Regions from separate parts of the Sus scrofa genome. Here region 2 is linked to region 1. The links are chromatin contacts, called in public HiChIP or PLAC-seq maps. All regions are on one chromosome and are shown on one strand. The core of a region is the stretch at or near the end of the contact, and the rest is flanking DNA. Distances in the headings are between cores, read along the strand shown. Region 1 has its middle 41 kb from the start of FOXO6. Region 2 overlaps LOC102166622.

Region 1 (7,037 bases), core at 1,398-3,897:
GCAAGAAATTAAGCCGCAGCCGCGGGCGAGAGTGCCGCTGGGCCTGAGGACCACAGGATCTGCTCTGCTCTCTGCCTCTCCGCCGTGTGCCGGCTCTCCCATCCCAACAGCAGACCCGCTTCTTCCTCCAGGCAGGGAGCACTGAGTCCTCCAGAGTTGTTGAAAAGAGGAATCAACTTCTATTTTTAATTTTTTTCTCTGCCAGAGGCCACCTTCGGTCTAAACATATTAAGAAATATGACCATGAAATTTGGGAAGAAGGCAAAGACGTCTGCAAAGTCACGTGTATTTTTTGAAAATTCATTAGTCTAAACATGATGCACATAGAAAAGCAATGAAACTAGTCTAAAACAGCAAAAAACATAGAATGAAAAAATCCACAATAGTATCCTCTCAATTTTTATAACGTATAACTTCTTCGGAAGATGGACTCTCATTTTCCCTTGACAAATTTGAAGAATATTCACTGGCTGGGCTTGAATTATGTGCCACCCTTGGACCAAATCATCTATGGCCAGGGCAGGGTTTCCGTAAGAATGTGGCAGCTCACGGTGTCGTCACAGGGCTGGAGGGGGTAGGGCAAGGCTGTGGGCCCAAGAAACAGTGCTGAGCAGATAGGGCTCCCCGTGTCCCCTACTTGGTATAAGTATCAGCCGAATCCCAAGCAAAGAGATGGAAGGAAACTGTGAGAAGGAGGAAACATTTGCCAAAGTTTGCAAAAGTGAGTAGTTGCCCTTTGGAGGCCCAGGAAGGGCAGCCAGTGGATGGCTTTTAGGGCTATGGGCAGAAGATTAAAAAGCACTATATCGTGTCCAGACTCTTGCAGCGGTTGGGTAAGAAGGTAACCGAACAGAATGATTATGGCTGAACGTTTGAGACCCTTATCTCCCAAGAGACGAGGCTTTGCCAGTAAGAGCCCGCCGCCCGAAGCTGAACTGGCAAAGCAGGCAGCAGTAGAAGGCGGTGGAAATCCCTCGAGCCACCCACTAGCCACGTGGCCTTGGTTAAGTTAGATTTCGCATCTCCAAGCGTCAGTTTGCTGATTTAGAAGGGTGAGAGTGTAAGAAATAAAAATAAATGAGATGATGAAGGTAGAAGATGAAATAGCATGTAAAGGAGCATGCTTTTCTTACAAGGTCAAGGGAAGATGAGATGAGAGAAGGCCCGTAAATAGCTGCCACAGAGCCCGGCGCAGGGTACGAGCTGAATAACGTCATAAGTGCTTTCATCACTGCTGCAGACTAGCTGTGTGAGGGGCGGATTCGAGAACGCCCCTGAACTTTCCAGTGCCTGCAGAGGACACTTTCAACACAGGGGCCCTTAATCGGTGACCCCGCCTCTACCCAGGGCAACTGTAATAGAAACTTTACTCGCTGCTCACCTGCGGTGTGCCAGGCACTCTGTGGGTAGCTTGCTTCCATTTTCTCACTTTTTGAGCATGATGAGCAATAATCTGAGAGAGTGTATCAGTTAGCGTTTGCTGCATAATAAATCACCCCAACATTCCTGGCTTAAAACAACAACCACTCGTGAAGTCCAGGATTCTGTGCTTGGGAAAGTTCCGCTGGGCAGTTCCGGTCTTGGCTGGGTTCACTTAGGCATCTGCAGCCAGCGGCTAGTTAAGTGGCTCCACTTCTGGGAGGTGCCTGGCTGTCATCTGGGGGATGGGGTGACCGAGCCATGTGTGTCTCTTCGTCCAGCAGGACAGCCTACGTTTTTCCACACAGCAGCGGGGCAGGCTTCCAAGAGAACAGACGAAAGTGTGCAAGACGTCTTGAGGCTCAGGCTCAGAACTGGCACGGGCACTATCTACCACATTCTGTTGGCCAAAGCAGGTCACAAGGCCACACCCAGATGCAAAGGGATGGGGAGGAGCTCTGAAGCTGTATTGCGTGGGGCGCAGTCACGGAGGAGTGGGGAACTGCGACCAATCGCACAGTCTGCCATAGACAGGTGCTGGTGTTACCGCGTGTCACATATGAGAAAACTGAGACTTGGGAGTTCCCGTTGCGGTTCAGAGGTAACAAAGCCAAGAAGCATCCACGAGGATGTGGGTTTGAACCCTGGCCTTGCTCAGTGGATTAAGGGTCTGGCGTTGCCCTGAGCTGTGGTGTAGGTCACAGAGGTGACTCAGCTCTGGCATTGCTGTGGCTGTGGTGTAAGCCAGCAGCTGCAGCTCTGATTCGACCCCTAGCCGGGGAACTTCCATATGCCGCAGGAGTGGCCCTAAAAAGCAAAAAAGAAAAAAAAAAAAAAAAAAAAAAAAGAGACTCAAAGAGTCCTTGTCGATATTATGCAGCTAGTTAAGGGCGACAGCGCCAGGATTTGAACTCGGGACCTCCATGCTCGCCGGCACTGTAACAGTCAAATGCCCTTCTCTCTGGGGAAAGTGGTAGGGCCCTTGCCGGGCCCGATCCGGAACAGTCCCATCTAACAGGCACCAGAGAGCTGGGCTGAGATGAAAGCGGGCCCGGAGCATATAAAAAGTTGAGTTTGAGGCAGGACAGGGCCAGGGGATTCAGACAGAGCCTGTGGCCATGACAAGGATGCCAGCTTTGTGACATGGATGTCAGCCTGCCTCACCAAGCCACAGAACTCAACTGGACAGGCCGGAGCTGACCTTCTTCCAGGCAGAAGGCTTGCCTGGGCCTCCTGCTGGCAGGGGCCTGCGGTGAGCCCGCCGGGCGGGCGGGAGCTGCCTCCGGCATTTGCCCCTGAGTTCCCAGACGGCGGGTGGCGACAGCGTGGGCCGAAAGATCAGAGAGGTGTCACAGGTGAAAGGAAAAAACCTGTCCTCCCCGAGAGCACGCCGAGCTGGGCTCCGCCTGTGCCCAGGGTGAGCAGAGGGGCACGGGGCAGCGATGAGACGGCCCCACCTCCTCACCTCTGCTGTGACCAGCCCCTCCCCCACAGAGATACCAGCGCCAGGAGCACAGCTGTGCCCAGCCAAGCTGCCGGGTGCCAAGCCGGGCCTGGCGGGCTCCCTCTCATCTGTCTCTCTTTAGCAGGAACAAATGGGAATGAGGGAATCAATTAACAAGGCTCCTTAGCCAAACGACTGCTGCTCCCGCCTCCCCCAGCCTGTTAACCCTTGGTTGCCAGGGCTGGGAAGGGCTGCCCTGGCTGGCCCACCACGCTCAGCCCTGGAGCCCCCAGCTGGAGGCCGTGTCTGTGCCAAGGGCTGGTGGCGGCTGCCAAGCCGAGGAACCCGAGCCAGAAACACGGACACCTCCATTCGACCTCGGTGGAATTCGGGGTGCCTCTCAAAGTTGCTCAGGGGCTCTGGCCCGCAGGGCAGGTCTGGGCCTTTCTTTTCTCTCCAGAGACCTGGGGCCCTCTCCTGGGTCAAACACCCCGAGAAGAAGGTTCAGGCCTCACAGTGGCCTTTGAACTGGGAGGGTGGGTCACAGCCAGGCCCCCCTGGGGCCCCGCTCTGGGTCTGGGAAAGGGCTGGGCTTGGGGGACAGGGCAGGATGCCCCAGGCCACCTTCAGAAGCAAATGGTCAGTCTAAGATTCTCTCAGGGGAATTCAGACGGCAACCCTGGGGGCCTGGCTGTCCGGAGTCCAGGGTTCGAGTTCCAGCTCAGCAGCCGACATGGAGTCTGATGACACCGAGTGACTAAACAGTAGGCTCTCTCCACCTCCTCTCACCAAATGTCTTCACTTGCTCTCTGAGGGTCTTCCAGCCCCAGCCCCACCTGCCAGCCACCTCAGCTGGCCGGCTTTGATTGGAGCTGCTGTGGCACACAACCCGGGGACTGTCACACAGAGCCGGATTCACCATCCGCTGTGGCCCTGGCGTCACAGAGAAACCTGGGCATGCGCTCCTGGCCTTTTGCATTCAAAAGACACTCTGCTGAGTTCAGCGCCCCCCAACTTGAATGCGGCTTGCCTGGATCGAGCCACCCGCACCCACGCCCTAGACTACATGAGAGACCCCAAAGGCTAGGAAGGGGGTTGTGAAAGGGACCCGAGAGGGCAGGTCAGCAGGGAGGCCCCCGACCCTGGTGAATGAGCCCTGGGCGCGGCCTCATACATTCGCTTCACAAATGGACAGAGAGTGCCTCCCGGACTCCAGACGCCCTTCTGGGCACAGGGAGCAAGTGGCAAAGGCCTTGGTCTTGGGCAGAGTGAGGGTTAGGACGCGAGGGCCACTCAGGGATGGCCCTCAGCCACGTACCCCCCACTGTCCAGCAGGAGTGAAGCCGTGTGTGCCCTGAGTCTGGCCTCGGCACCCGCCCCCCCAAGTCACCCACTGGACGCAGCCTCCTCCTGCCTGGCTTCTATCCCCCAGGACACTTGTGGGCCCCTGGGTGAAGGTGGGTCCTCGACAAGCGGGGAGGGGGGAGCAGGAAGGAGAGGCCTGGGCTGGCATCTGCCCAGCAAGCCGAGATCACGCTGAAGCCTCCGAGCTATTCCTCCCGGCCCCTCAGCCTGTTTGCCAGTTTCCCTTCTTCTTCTAGAAAGGAATCTGGGCTGCTGCTGAAAATTCCAGAAACTCACCTTGGGCCCAAGTTCAAAATTCTTAAGCCAGGGCTCCAACTGGCCCAGTGTGAATCACGCGTCCAGCGCGGAGCCAATAGGCAGAGCCCAGGAGGCTGGGCGCCGTCAAGGATGGCAGCCCCCATCCCCAAAGCAGCGTTAGCATGGGGGGAATGGCTCCTGAAGACGAAACCACAGGCGTCCACCACACCGGCCTGGGCACGTGCAGGCACACTGAGCCTTACCCTTCTTTGTGGCTGCACCCACAGCCTGTGAAGGTTTCCAGGCCAGGGATCGAACCTGGGCCACAGCAGTGACAATCCTGGATCCTTAACCTGCTGAGCCACCAGGGAACTCCAAGCCTCACTTTTCTGACCTGTAAAATGGAGCTAATAGGAGCGCCAGCCTCACTGGGTTGTTTTGACGATTAAAGGAGGTCGTCCAGATGAGAGTGCTTTGCACGCAGCAGATAGTGAAGAAGTGGGCGTCATTTCCCCGGCCTCAGTCACCCCCTTTCGAAAGTGGGGCGTTGGTCCTGGTTCATCTCCCAGCCCTGATGCCCCGGGATCCCACGGCCCAGAGCCTGCATGACCAGTGACCTCTCAGAGGTTGAGAACCCCTCTGTTCCTCAGGACGGGGACGCTTCCTGCTGCTCTGCCCTTCCCCCGCTTTGCTCTCCGCACCCCAACCCTGCCATCTCTGCCTGGCACCTGCAGGTGCAGGCTGTGCTGAGCCGGACAGCCCGAGTTCAGGTTCCAGTTGTGCCTGTCACTGAAGGTCCGTGGGATCTTGGCCAGGCTCTGCCTCAGTCTGCTCATCTGTCACAATGGGCACTCCCTCAAGGGGCCGCTGCGTATGTGCCGGCTGTGTACCTACCAGCACGGACCCCTCACTGCCACTCCCGCTCCACCTGCTGCTGCACAAATAGCTTGGAAATGAGAGTGAGCTGAGCACTGGGGACAGAGCTGGGCCCCCACGGACTGCCTCCTTGAGCTCCCCGCCCGCCCGCCCCATGGAGGCAGACACACCAACAGGCAATTCCAGTGCAGCACAACCAAGGCCACTCTCCAGGGAAGCGGCAGGGCGGGGAGGGCCCCCAGGAGGGGCCCGACCCTGGGGAGAGAGGCCGAGCCTGCTACCAGGGCGGGTGAAGGCAGGCAGGTGGTACAGGTGGGCTGGGGGAAGGGGGCTCAGGGTGGGGGTCCGAGCAGAGGGGCCAACAGTACAAGAAACCCAACCGCGAGGCTAGACCAGGGGACAGGCTGCTGGGGAGGATCTGGGGGTGGTGGCCGTGCCCCAGGGCACAGTGTGGCACCTCGGGGCCTGCCTCCCACCGGACCGTGTGCCTCAGTATGACCTGGTGGGATTCCCTGGTGGGATCCCCTGAGGCTGAGCGTGTGTGTGTGTGTGTGTGTGTGTGTCTGTGTCTGTGTGTCTGTGTGTGTCTGTGGCTGTGTCGGGGACAGTGCATTTGTGGGTTTGCTTCTGTGGGAGGCTGTGTGTAAGGGTGTAAGATAGTGTGTTTGGAAGGGGGAGGAGCTTGGCATATGCCAGTCTGAGGCGGTGGAGGCTGTGACCGCTGTGGGGGAAGTCGTGTGTGTGCGACTGTGTGTCCAGAAGTGTCCCTAAGCTGTGGACACGTGGCTGGCTGGCTGGGACCAGGAGGGTCTGTAGGTGGTGTGCACATGTATGCAGGATGTGTTGCACGTGTGTCTGCGTGTGTGTAGCATGGGTGTGTGTGTGAGTGTGTCTTTGTGTAGGTGTGTGTGTGTGTGTGTGTCTGTGTGTGTGAGACCCATGTATACTGCTGTCTGTGGAGTCCAGGGTAACGAGAGCTGCTCCTTCCTTTCCCAGCCCCGCCAGAGAAGACGAGCGTGCACACACACACACACACACACACACACACACACACACACACTCGTGGGGCTGGGAGGGTGGCTGCCCGTTGCTGCCACAGCCAGTCAGAACTTGCTAATTTGCATGTTAATGAAGCGCGGGGAGCTCTCCAGCTCAGACTGACAGGAGCCCCCGGCCCCCCATCCTCCCCTGTCGGGCCTGGGAGGGGAGCGGGGAGGGCTGGGAACGCAGAGGAAAGGAGAGGCGGGGAGGCTCTGGGCTGAAGCGTCCCTTCTCTCCCCGATTCTCTCCTCTCCCACCGGGCGCAGGCCCCAGGCCCCACCTCGAGGCTGCCCCCCCCCCCCCCCCGGCCCCCTGCACCCTTCCTCCCAGCCCGGCTTAGGAGGGGGGGGGGCGGAGCCCTGGGGTTACGGCCCAAGAAGGCTGCTCAGGGTCCGGGTGAGGGGAGGCTGGGCTGCCCACCCCGGCCCCTCCGCGGAGCAGCCAGCAAGGCACCCACAGGTACCCGCCCAGGGGGAGAGGCCCGGGGATGGGCATCTGAGAGCAGGTTGGTGCCAACCCAGGCCCTCCCTCCTGCCCCCCCTCCCCACCTGGACAGGCTTCAGACTGGCAAGGGGGGGTTACCGGGAGCTCCTCAGCCTGCACCCCTAGAAAGGGCTCAGCCCGTGCGGGATGAGGGCTCCTGCCCAGGAAAGGA
Region 2 (7,037 bases), core at 2,162-4,661, 120 kb after region 1:
GACCAAGAGTGTTCGCTGTGCAAAGCCTTTGTCCTAGAAATTCCACTCAGGGGAACCGATGGCAAGGAGTTAATTAGACAAGGGCTCCGGGAGGTGTATACACACATGAGGCTCTCTCTGCCAAACATATCAGAGGAAAAGTGGGAGCAGTACAAACATCCATCAGCTGGAGATCCCTTGACTAGATTATGTTCCCTCCATAAAACAGAATGCTACGCGACCGTTAAAAGTATGATGTGTATTTATACTCCCTGATACAGAAAGATTTCGACAACATATTGCTGCGTGGAAAAGCAGGTTGCAAAACAGCATGCGTGGTAGAATCCCATTTAGGTAAAATTATATATATATCACTCAAGATCTGAGAGGGTGCTCACCAAAACGCTAAAGGTTATTATCTTGAGATGGCTGGGATTTCAGGAATTTTTATTTTCTCCTTTCTTCCTTTCTTGCGGTGTTTGGATTTTATACAGTGAGCATATATTATCCTTGTAAACAGAAAAAGCAATTTAAAAAAATGAGCCTCCTGGAAGTGGCGTCTCCTTATTTGTATCTCTCCACACTTTGTTCAGCCAACCTGTAAGGAGGACCCACTAGCTGTCAGGACCAGGACTGGGAGAAAAAAAAGCAATGGACACTTGGAGAGCGTCAGGGGCAGAGACAAGGCCACAGTGGGAAGCGGGGGGAGAGACGCATACCCTCTGCGGGACCAGACAGAAACTGGCCGGAAGCCGAAAGGCGCGGAGAAGAGGGCCAGGGAGGAGGGAAGATGAGGAGGTGCAGGCCCAGGTACTTGGTATGGGCGCCACGTCTCCCTCCCAGGTTGGCTAATGCCGTCCTGTTAATGAAGTGAGTGATTAATAGCCAAGGGGATAGAGAGCGGGTATATGAGATTAATCCCAGTTAATGAATCCATTGTTAACGGCATTAAGTAGCAACGGGGGGCGTGGGGGGGGCAGGCTTCTCTCAGCACATCCAGGCCTGGGCGGGCTCGGCAGCCACCCGAGAGGTGAGATGGGCGCGCGGAGAGAAGGCCAGGCGGGCACGGGTGACGCGGGTGCTTTCTGCCCGCTGTTTTGCGCGGGTCCCCACGCGGCCTTCGCCAGGCAGCGTGGCCATGCCCACGGCCTGGGCATGTATCCACCTGATTCCAGGCCAGGCTCTGGCTACCGGCCACACCGGGAAGCCGGGTGACAAGGTCCTGGGAGTGGGCTGGAGGGTGAGACGCGGTCGCCAGTCATGGGAACCAGAAGGAGGTGAAGGTGGACGAGGAGCTCCCCAAGAACCAGGGCAGGAAGGGCCCTCGGCGGTCACCGGGGACTCATAGCAAGTGGACAGTGGGAGTGCTCGGAGGAGGCCTTTGGGCCCCGCCTCTCAGGGCTGCCCAGGGGCGTGAAAGCAGGGAAGTCTGTCTCCCAGGCTACCTCTGCCCTGGGTCCAGCTGGGCGCCTGAAGCCATCTAAGTGGAGAGCCCGGCTCACTCCTGCTTGTCACAGTGCGTCCGCCGGGGGAGGGGGAGGTACCATTTCCGGAACGCCAGCTTGGCCGGGCTCAACGCTGGAAGCTGGGGACGTGCTGATGTGTTCGACCCTCACGATAATCCTGAGCCACAGGTACTATCGCTCCCGTTTTCTAGAAACGGATGCCATCGTGGCTGAAGCCACACGGCAGGTTAGGGTAGAGCCTGCACCCGACATCAGCTCTCCCTGGCTGCGAAAGCGGTGCTCTGGCTGCCCGCTCGACGTCTGCCTCCCTAGACAGCAGCCCTCCAAGGGCGCTCCTCCCGCCAGCAGCCGCATCACCAGCAACCCGAGAGACACGCGGTTCTTAGGCGTCACCCCAGACGGACTGGGGGCGGGCCAGCGCCTCTGAACAAAGCTGGCTGGTTCCAAGAGCCAGGGCCCTGAGGCGCACGCCCCACGTGGGCCACGGAGAAGCCCTTCCAGGGTGACGCCAGCAGAGCCTTCTGAGTCCTCCTGCTGAAGCACGGGGGGACCCCTGCTCCCCTCTGCCTCCGCGCTCTCTCCAGGCGATCGCATCCCCTCCCCGGCGTTAGACGTCTCTGTGCTGATAACGTCCCCATTCATAGCTTCAGTCTGGTCACCCCCCCGAAGCCCCTCTCATACATCCAGAGCCTCCCGGACATCTCCGTGTCCCAAGGCGTCTCAAAATGAGAGTGAATCCCCACTGTCCCCAAGCCTGCGCGTCCCCACCTCACTGAATGGCAGGATACTGACCCAGGGGCTCCGGCCCAGAGTCTGGGCGTCAACCTTCGCTCACCTCTTCATCCCACAGCCCACGTCCATCCCAGCCGGAACCCTGATGGTTCTCCTTAAAAATACAGTTCACATCTGGCTGCTGTTGATCACCTCCACACATCAGCCCCCTCCTCTTCTCACCTGGATCCTGTCTCTCCCACGGACACTCAGTGGCCAGAGGGGTCCTCTGAAACCATGCACCTGAGATGGTGTCACGTTCCAGGTCCACCCCCTCCAGCGATTTCCAACACACGCAGAAGGGGAGCCACCGTTCTTGCCTGACCTCCAAAGCCCAGGACAGCCTCATTTCTCTTCAACCTCCTCCTCTCTCACTGCACCTGCCCATCAGGCAACCATCCCACCAGCCTTCGCCCCCGCCCCACCAGAGCAGCCTTGCTCCCACCGCAGGGCCTCCGCTCAGCATGTTCACCCACTGGCTTCATTCCAGCCTCTGCTCCAAAGCGGGAGTGGCCCGAGGTTTCCTCAGCTTTGTTTTCTGCACGGCATTTTCAGTATCATCGGACACGAGGTCACAGACTGATTTGTTCTAATGCCTATCTCCCGCCAGGCGGTAAGCGCCATGGGGACAGCGACTTTTCCTCTACTCAGCAACTGGGACGGGGTCTGCCCTGGGAGCGGCCCCACTAGCACTGAATGAATGGATTCCTCAGAACCTCTGCTTCCTCGTCTGTAAGAACAGGTGTCCGCAACGCACGCAGCCCTGTGAAGACTGAACACACGCGGTAACCTGCATAGGTCGCAGCCGGCAGGATGCAGGTCCTTGAGACCCCCGTCACCTCGGGGCTCCCCTTCCTTCCCTCGCTGAGGAATCCACGCTGGCTCCAGGTTTCCTGCCCTCGTAAGTGGGAGCGTCGACTGAGCTGCACTGGTTTAAGGGTCGACCAGGGTTTGCCAGGAGCCTGACTACCACCGGGTCTGCCCTCCCACGGTCTCCCGGAAGAAATCTCTCCTATCGGTAGGAGGCCTCACAGTTTCCCTCCGCCTGCATCCAACAGGCTTCCCCACTGACCACTGAGGCTCGGACACAGGCGGCGGGAGTGATGTACCCACGACGGGAGCTGCAGGGCGCGGCCGAGCGGCCCGGGCTCCTCGTCATATGAGGACAGCTCCCCTGCTCTTTCTCCGGTTTCAGGAGGCCTCTCCCCCGAGCACCTGCCCTCACTGCTGACCTTTCAGCTGTGCCCGGACTGCCCTCCCCTCTGCGGCTCTGCTCGGAAATCCGGCTCACCTTCTCCTGGAAGCCCTCCTGACTTTCCCCCCTCCTGTGAGCTGCTCCGGGACGGAATTCTGTGCTCCGAGGGCCTCCTGCAAGGGCAGCGTCTCTCTTCAACTCTCGCAGCAGTGGCACATTATTTTTAAATTACATTTGCCATACTGGCAAACAGATCAGAGAGATAAGAAGTCGGAGTTCCCCTTGGGGCTCAGTGGTGACGAATGGGACTCGTATCCATGAAGATTCGGGTTCGATCCCTGACCTCGCTCGCTCAGTGGGTTAAGATCCTGTGTTGCCTCGAGTGCTGCGGTCTAAGTTGCAGATACTGCTCGGATCCCACGTTGCCGTGGCTGTGGTATGGGCCGGCAGCTGCAGCCCCACGTTGACCCCCCAGCCTGGGAACTTGCCTTTGCTGAGCGTGCAGCCCTCAAAAGAAAAGAAGGACGGGGAGGCGGGGGTGGGGGGGAGGAGAAGTCAAACTCCCCCTCACTGCCCCCTCCCCAGCCCCAGCCCTCCTCGAAGGAACCACGGCCAGCAGTCTGACCTCTGAAGCCCTTCCAGGCGTTTACACATCAACACTTGGTCACGCGCCAACAACAGGGCGTAATCGGTGGGATCACCACACACCTATTGTTCGACTTGATTCCTCTGACTTGGCAACCTGACGGGCGATTGTGCCACGTCAGCCCTCGCGGACTCCCTTCCGAGGGCTGGAAGACCGGACGCACCGTGATTTACTCCACCACCTCTCTGTGGATGGACCGCGGGGTTGTTGCCGATTTTTTGCTGCTGGAGAGCCCCTGCCCCAGCAGCCCCGTGTGCACCTCCCCGAGCCCACGTGCGTTTCTGTGGGAGGGAGGACGAGGATGGAGTTGCAAGGGACAGGCCACCCCTTGGACGAGGCTGGGCCAATCCAAACTCCACAGGGGCCCACTCTGACCCACACTCTGAATTCACACAGCACTTCCGCGAGCACTGCTTTAAATGCTGCTCACAAGAGCCCCGGGAGCTGGTACCGTTAGGACCGTTTTATAAGCAAAGACTGGAACTCAGCCCCAGCCTGTCACTCTCCGGAGCTCGTGCTCCGTCTTGTGCAGACAGGACAGGTCCCCAGGCCTGGGGGCAGGTGAGCACTTCGGGCATCCCCGTGGGGTCGGGAGCACCAGAGAGGCACCAGGGACACAGGGTGGGGAGCGGAGAGGTGAGGCACGTGGTGGGGGCTCAGATGCCCAGGAGGGGCTTTCTTCCCACTCCCTCCACGGCTCGGCTCGGAGGAGCCTGGGCTCAGGCTGAGAAGCAGGGCTGCTACGTTGCCATGGCAACGGAGGGCTCCTCTCTCCCTCGCAGCAGGAATCACGGCGGCTGGGGGGGGTGGGGGCGGGAGGAGGATGTTTCCCCAGCAGCACCGAGGGCTGGGGCGCGAGGCTGGTCACCGCTCCCCTCCCCTCCCGCCCTGTCTCCTCCCGCCCCACCCTGGAGGCCAGCAGCCGGCAGGAGGGGTGCTGAGGGTGCCGGGGGTGCCGCGCCGGTACAGACCAGGAGAGAACACAGGCAGTTGCGGGGTGGGGTGAGTCGGGGAGTCAGGGGCTCCTGCAGAAAGCTGCCCAGTCTCCCCTTTCAGACATCCCATGTGTCAGCCCCCACCTCACAGCCCTGCTCAGGTTCTCTTCCAGGGCAGAGCCTCCTCCGACCCTCAGGGAGTCACGGTCAACCCCGTTCTCCGGCCCAGCCCGCCCACGCTGACCCAAGGCACACGTGCATGTGAACTGCTCACACACACATACACAGCCAGCCCCTCACAAGCAGAGTCACACGCTGATATGCTCATACCTTGACGTGTCCACACACTCATTCAAACACAGTCACGCCCAGACACGCAACCCACACGCACCTGCTACCTGGTGCACGAGTGTGGTCGCGTATCCAAGCATGCGTGCAAGCCCACATCCTCTCTCCGCCCCTGTGATTGACTGTCGGTCCTGGAAGCTCTTCTTCCTCCTCACATCTCCTCCTGCTCATTCCCATCTTCTCTGCCTCCTCCCTCTCCCCACAGCCCTCAGCCTGTCCTTGGCAGGAACCCTGCCCTCTGGGCTCGGCCCTGGAAGGAGATGCTGTCATTTGCAAGGGAGCTGATTCTCAGACACAGACAGCACTCAGCCTTGAAAAAGCAGGAAGGGCCGGGGTGTGGGGGCAGGAGGTGATCTCCTCCCTCCCTTTCCAGATGATACTCCTGCTTGATCCTGGCTTGACTGAAGAGCGGCAAAGCCAGCCTCCCCCCCACAACAAAAACCTCTAACAAGCTTGCCATAGTACATAAAATTGTGAATAGCCAAATAACCATGGTTAGCAATAGCAGGCAGCCAAGTGGCTAATTATGGAGGGCTTGAGTAGCAAGGACTAGGCTAGATTCATGGTCCCACGTATGCTTCATATCAACCTCCAAGGCAGGGAATATAATATCCATTGCACAGAGAAAGAAACTGCAGCTTAGGGCAGGCATGTAACTTCCAGGTGATGGAGCAGGGCCTCAAACCCAGGTCTGCCGGACTCCAACGATCCCTGACCAGGGCACCCAACCTTTAACAGCCAGTTCCTTGAAGTGAGCAGGAGCTCTCTGCTGGGAGATCTGGCCTTTCAGCTGGATGACTGGCACAGGAAAGCAGACACCTGCTGGTTGAAATTGAATACTAGCTCTCCCTCTCCTCGGGGGCCTTTGGTCATTTTTCTGCCTCCCACATGGGGAGCTCTCACGAGTGGTCTCTGGGACTTGCGTCCCCTGCTCTGTGCCTGGACTTCTCCGTTCAGCCTGTCCTCTTCGTGCCACTAACTTGCTCGTGCTTCCAAAGGCCCCAGTGCAAATCAGTTCTTTGGCGGAGAATTATTCTGGCTCCTTTTCCCCTCTGGCCACTCCAGCCAGCCCCAGGGAGCCAGTGGATCCAACTCCAAGGGCTCCTTAGGGGGTTATACGAAGCGAAACGTAGTTAATTCCTTAGAGGAATTCTGTTCTCAGTTACTATTTTTTGGTCTCCCTGCTCCTCTGAGGTTCTATCCTCCTAGCTTTTTGAAGGTGAAAATGTTTTTTTTTAAGTGTCCCCTGCTTGACAATATTTTAAGTTATCAGAGTGTCTATGAATTTCACATCAAAAGAAAATGAAAGGGCTGGGAACTACTGATTTGCCTACAGATTTAATCCAGCCCTTTATTTTCACCGACCGGAGAATGAATTCAAGAGAAGAGGCTTGGCTTGGTGAAGCACCAGCTTTCTTTGTGAGTTGTACAAACTCTGGGTCAAAGACGATCAGAGCGTGGGAGTGGTAACGAATCGACTAGACCAGAGGCGGTTCGTCCTGCCTGCTCATGGTTAAGATCCGTTGGTGACTGTGGTAGTGCAGACGGCTCGATCCGAGCTGTGGCCTGGTGAGGTGGTCAGCTCATGACCAGCCGGACTCATAGCCGCAGGAGGCCAAAAAACAAAAAACAAAAAAAAAAAAAAAAAAAAAAAAAAAAAAAAAAAAAAAAAAAAAAAAAAAAAAAAAAAAAAAAAA

What was found. HiChIP or PLAC-seq counts read pairs in DNA pulled down with a chosen protein or histone mark.
Region 2: a contact with region 1 is called in an H3K27ac HiChIP or PLAC-seq map of skeletal muscle. The contact joins two enhancer-like sites. A contact is called at or near these places in 2 of 47 Hi-C or Micro-C datasets (epiblast stem cells and fibroblasts) and 1 of 2 datasets of contacts at active chromatin or transcription factors (skeletal muscle).

The regions. Positions count from the first base shown.
Region 1 is chr6:169,835,719-169,842,755 of Sscrofa11.1, forward strand. No RefSeq gene overlaps it. Among named protein-coding and RNA genes, the nearest start is that of FOXO6, 41 kb to the right of the region's middle. Within about 2 kb of position 2,648, at least 16 of the 83 cell types and tissues checked have an H3K27ac peak or open chromatin away from gene starts, as enhancers often do. A contact at or near this core is called in skeletal muscle, where this site is marked.
Region 2 is chr6:169,950,725-169,957,761 of Sscrofa11.1, forward strand. All of the region lies in intron 2 of LOC102166622, which reads right to left. Among named protein-coding and RNA genes, the nearest start is that of SCMH1, 46 kb to the right of the region's middle. Within about 2 kb of position 3,412, at least 7 of the 83 cell types and tissues checked have an H3K27ac peak or open chromatin away from gene starts, as enhancers often do. A contact at or near this core is called in skeletal muscle, where this site is marked.